2 separate regions of the Ovis aries genome follow, and region 1 is linked to region 2. A link is a contact called in public Hi-C data. All regions are on one chromosome and are shown on one strand. Each heading gives the region's core, a stretch centred on a gene start, on an enhancer-like site or on the middle of the called end of the contact. The rest is flanking DNA. Distances are from core to core; before and after follow the strand shown. Region 1 holds the start of ATG10 (autophagy related 10). Region 2 holds the start of SSBP2 (single stranded DNA binding protein 2).

Region 1 (2,700 bases), core at 135-2,634, 210 kb after region 2:
TTGGCAAATGAAGGTAAAGTTCTATTACCCCTCAAAATTTCCTCAAGCCCCTTTTTAGTCATTTCCTTCCTCTGATTACCACTGATCAGGGTTGTCCCTTTTGGCTCAGATGATAAAGAAGCTGCCTGCAATGTGAGAGACCTGGCTTAGTCCCTGGGTCACAAAAATCCCATGGAGAAGGGACCGGCTACCCACGCTAGTATTCTTGCCTGGAGAATTCCATGGACAGAGGGGCCTGACGCGCTATAGTCCATGGCACGGAGTCGACACGACTGAGCGATACACACACACACACACACACAGTACTTTGAAATAATTGTAAACTCACAGGAAATTGTAAAAATGGTACATAGAGTTCTGAGCATTCAACACCTAACTTTCTCCAGTGGTGACATCTTACATAACTGTGGTACAAGATCAACACCATGCTCTGTATGTTTGAAGGCAGGTTTTCCTTTCACTTCTTTGCCTGTATTTACTCATTTCTTTTGACACAAATTTAATTCTGCCGTGTTAAAATGAGCAGATGCTAGTTTTCCCTCAGATGTCTGCCGTTGCATTTTCAGTATTTCAGTTGGATCACCCCTGTTACTCCCTGCATTTTCTCTATTTTTTTTTTTATTCCACCACCCCGGGCCCCAATTTAATTCTGCAGCTAGTTTTTTCTCCCTTGAGCTTTGTGCCAGACGGTACTATGGTCAATTCTCCAGTCCCTAACTTCTATATCGGTCCGCAAGTTTTAAAGGTGGTCGTGCTAGTGCTTAATTGTGCTCACAGTAGTTGAACAGTGTGTGTTTTGAGAGCCGGCACGGTTCTCCAACCTCTGAGAACACTTTAAGCGCACTGAATGGTTCAGCTCCGTTCTTGCCCTACCTTTCTCCATTCGGCATCCTTTTATTTTCTAGATATCTGGTTGTTTGTTGGAGGAGAATATGCAGAGACTCTTGAAGTCGCTGACAACCCCGCCCCTTTCTCAATGTGCCTCCTTTGTGCCGCGCTGAGATAACCCACCGCCTCCTTGGGTTCTCGAGGCCAGTCAGGTGCGGGGCGGAGCCTCGGCGGCGGCCGTTGGAAACCCCAGGGAGGTCACGCCCCCCGGCCCGGTCCAGACGCACGCGGCCCACGACGTCAGCCGCCGGCGGAAGCCAGGTCCCGGGGTGTGCGGGAGATGCAGTGCGCATGCTCCCTCTGAGTCGCCTCAGGCGACGGCGCTGAGGGCGGGCTAGGGCTCTTTCAGTGGCGGGCGTCCCTGCTGGTTGGCTCTGCTCCTTTGCCGCAGCCCCGTTTGCCCCCGGGGGCCCAATGCTTTGGTCCTCGCGATCGCTGGCTGGGCGGTGGGGCCCTCACCCCAGCTCCCCTCCCCCAGCTCCGTCGCCCCGCCCCCGCTGGGTTGGGCGGCCGGGTCTGGGGCCGAGCGGAGCGGGGTGAGTATTCCCACAGCTTTTGCCGGCAGTCTCTTCCCCGCTCACTTGCTTGCCCGGGCGTCACACAACTCCTGAGATGGGGGAGAAGGGAGGGCGAGGGAGGGCGGGGGTGGGCGGGAAACAGCCCAGCCCTGAACAAAAGGGCGGGGACGCGGGGCTCCCGCCAGTGAAATGCAGGCCGGGTCACGCTGGAACCGCGGCGTGGGGACCAGCTGCCCCCGGGTCTGGACCCCACTCCTGGGCCACCATCGTGACCTTACCCTCTACTTAGGTAGTTCTTACCCCGGGTTTAAAGCCAGTCCCCATTTAGAATGTCTTTGCCTCCTAATCTTGAAACAAAGGATATTAATGTACTGGTATTCCATTAGTCAAGTAGTATTTAACCTGAAGGAATTATTATTCTTTAAGTAGTAGGAATTTTTCTTCCAAGTAACCTGTCTACTCATAGTATCTAAAATGATGACTGGGAGATGGGCGGGATAAAGGAATGTTAGTTACCTGATTTATAGAGCCAACCTTTTATGATAAACATCCTCCAAAAGGCAAAGGGATTGCTACACTGTCTTTTCAAAGTAGAACCTTGTCTAATAGGCCCACCTGTTAGAGACTCAATTATCTAGGGAACTATACTTTTGCTTGACATAGTATTGATTAGGGCCCAAGCTTTGCAGTTACTTTGTTTTGTTTTTTTTTTTTTCTAATGGAGATGCAAATTACTTCTGACTGGGAGAAAAAAATATTACGCTGAAGGTTATAGTTTTATTGCCCTATTTCCAAGATTTTTTAAAATAATTTTTTCCATTCAGCTTGTTACTTCATTATGAATTCAGTAAGTTTTTGCCACGGGCTCACTTTGTATGAATCGTGTTTATAACGTTTCAAATATTACACTTTGACAATGGCCTCACTCTTTAGTAGTAAAAGCATACTTTAAAGAATTGGAAAGCATAGGCTCTGAGTAGTACTCCACCTATCCTTGCTTCTGAAGGGTCAAATATGGACAAAATAGGACATTTACAAAATGAGCTGTTAAATTTCTGAGAATGATAAGCAACCCCTTAGGAAAAACAAGTAGGTTAAAGTTTATATAAGTAATTTCTTTGAGACTGGGCTTGATTTAATAATTGATATCTTTGAAGCCTAGAGATGTGTTCAGTTAGTTCAGTCGCTCAGTCGTGTTGGACTCTGCGACCCCATAACTGCAGCACGCCAGGCCTCCCTGTCCATCACCAACTCCCGGAGTCTATACAAACCCACCTACATTGAGTCGGTGAGG
Region 2 (2,700 bases), core at 78-2,577:
ACCGTTACAAGCACGTAAGAATAGAAGCAAACAACCCTGCTTCGCAGCGTGCCGTGACGGTGGCATCCCAGGCCGGGAGGGGCTCTTTTCTCGCCAGCCTCCCCTGGGCTCCCACCGGAGTTAACACCTGTATCTCCTCGCCACACCGACCAAACAACTAACTCCTCCCCGTCTCCACGCTTCGACCCTTCCTGCAAGTCCGGGTTCGGACCACTGCCCCCTCCCCACCGCAGACAGCCCTCCTCGCGCCAGCGGCCGCGGCCCCCACCGCTAGTCCTCCCCGCGACCCCCGCTCGCCGCCCGGACCGCCACGGCCCTCTACGTTTGGGAGGCTGCAAGTCTCCAAAAAAAAAAAAAAGTTCTCCAGCCGCCGCCGCCGCCGCCGCCGAGTTGGGTCGACTGCGAGCGGCAGAAACGCCAGCCTACCCCAGCAGCTCCCGCTTCTCGCCAGCACACTTTTCCTCCCCAGGAACTCGGTCCTTTGACTCCCAAACTTCAGCGGCGCCCCTGACGCCCCCTGCCCCAGGCTTGCGAGGCACACAGGGCTGCGAACGCGGCGTCCCTCCTCCGGACCAGGAAAGCCCCGACGCCCACCCAGCCCACGCCCCGCACACGCCCTCCGCGCCCCGCGCGCGTCTCCGCGCCCAGCGGGGCCCCGCTCGACCGCTCCACGCCCGGCTTCCGCCCGCCGCGCGCCCGGCCCCGCTGCCTTCGCCTTGCCAGGCGCAACCGGCCCCGGCGCCCGAGCCCCCCGCCGCGGCGCCCCTCGAGCAGCCCGCCCCGACCCCGGCCCGCCCCCACCGAACACCCACATTCCCTCCGCGTGGCCTCCTCCACGCAGCTGCCCCCTCTCGCCCAACCTCTACCCCCGGAGGCTCTCCGCTCCCCGCAGCCCCGGACCCCAGCTCCAAAGTTACTTTGCGAGAAGGTGAACCCGCGGGTTATTTCCCTCAATCACCCAAACAAGTTTCCATCCCCGCCACCGGCACCGCCGCCGCCCCCCGACACACTCGCTCCCTCCCTCCCGCCAGACCCCACGGCCGCCAGCCCCGCGCGAGCCCCTCCTGGGAAACAGCCGCTCCCAGCACCGCACGCCCCCCACCTCGCGCACCCCTCCCCCTGCCAGCCCACCCCCCGGCTCTCCCCCGGCAGAGAGTGTCTGTGTGTCTGGGTGTCTCCGAGAGAGTGTGCGAGTGCGTGCGTGTGTGTGTGTGTGCGCGCGTGAGAAGGCGGAGGTGGGTGAGAAGCGGAGACACTTACTTCTCCCGGGCCTGGCTGTCGGACGGGACGGCGCTGCTGTTACTCTTGCCTTTGCCGTACATGCTTGTGCCGAGAGCAGCTCCCACTGTCACGCACCTGTCAACCCATCACAGCCTCCCCGGGAACAGCCCCGTCCCCATGGCGACCCACGCAGCCACCCCCACTATTGGCCGCCCCACGCCAAAGCTCCGCCCCCTTCGCCCAGGCAACGCACGAGACTGACAGGCCTTCCCCCCCTCGACTCCCTCCGGCCTGCCGAAGCGCGCGGCGGCGGCTACAGCCTAAGCGGCAGTCTCCTCCCTCCTTCCCTCCCTCCCGGGTTCCCTCCCTCCTTCCCTCTCCGCTCTCCTCCCTCCTCCCGCTCCTCTCCCTGCCTCCCCCCTCCGAACCCCGGCGCAAGGGGGGAATTAGAAACTGCTCTAGAAGGATTTTAAACAACTGGCTGTTCCCTCCAACGCCGCCCCTCCCCCCGCACCGCCCGCGCTCGGCTCCTCACTGGAGAGAAGGCGCCGGGAGGAGGGGAAAGTGCGGCCTGGAGTCTCTGGCAGGAGCTGGCGGAGCCGGAGCGGCCGCGGCCCCAGACTTCAGGGCGCCCGCCGAGTACACAGGCAGATCTACGGCCCCAGCCGCCCTGGGGAGCCTCCCCCACCAGCCCCTTTCTCCCGCTCCTCTCCTGTCTGTGACCCCGCGCCGGTACCCAGGATTGATCTCTGCGGTCCTCGGCCCTACTCCCTGCGGTGTCGCCCCCGCCCAGCTCCCAGAGGGCCGGCTGGCGGGGGACACGCGCACTGTTCCCTCGACCTTCTGGCTGAGCGACTGGGAGCGACTCGCCTTCCCTCCTTGGAGGGACTGTGCCTGCGGCCCTTGGCGCCGCTGGGGTGGCGTCGCCTGGCTCCTGGGGCCGCGCCCTGCAGCGCGGGGGAGCACTCGGCCTCGGGCCTGGCTCCTCTCTTTAGAGGTGAGCCTGCCTCCAAAAGGTGGCCCAGTGACTCCTGGGGCCTCAGTGGCCCCCACCTTGTTCTCCTAAGATCAGAGCCCCGCGACATGCCAGACGTACTGCAGAAAAGGGTCCCGGGTATCCCCACCTGGCCTGCCTCTCTAGCCTGGGGCGTTGATGCCAACTCATCCTGACCTTTGGAGTGGAAAGGACCGTAGAAGGCTTTTAAAAACATCCCTGTCTTTGTCCGTCAGAATAGGCCCCAGCCGTGCTCCAAGGTGTACAAAGCTTTTGCCAGAGCTGAAACGCTGCCCAAGAATATTCATGGATCCCAGGCCCCAATCCCATTTCAGTAAAGGCAAAAAAGTTTCTGAAAACACACACAACCTGGCTCCCAACTGAACTCCATCCTTTATCTTGTGGAGATCCTTGGATGTAAAATGAGACAGAGTGCAAACACGTTTAAAAAGAAGAGATGGGCATCAAATAGGGAGTGACAGGGG

The links. A called contact is a pair of places that touch in the nucleus more often than the background predicts.
Region 1: a contact with region 2 is called in a Hi-C map of hypothalamus, with 6 times the contacts expected there. The contact joins the promoter of ATG10 here to the promoter of SSBP2 in region 2. A contact is called at or near these places in 3 of 16 Hi-C or Micro-C datasets (hypothalamus, muscle and skin fibroblasts).

Annotation. Positions count from the first base shown.
Region 1 is chr5:79,487,270-79,489,969 of ARS-UI_Ramb_v3.0, forward strand. ATG10 (autophagy related 10) reads left to right here and starts at 1,385. Exons shown (of 7, transcript XM_060415984.1): 1 at 1,385-1,424.
Region 2 is chr5:79,278,160-79,280,859 of ARS-UI_Ramb_v3.0, forward strand. It overlaps SSBP2 (single stranded DNA binding protein 2), which reads right to left and starts at 1,328. Exons shown (of 16, transcript XM_042250727.2): 1 at 1,261-1,328. The coding sequence starts at 1,322.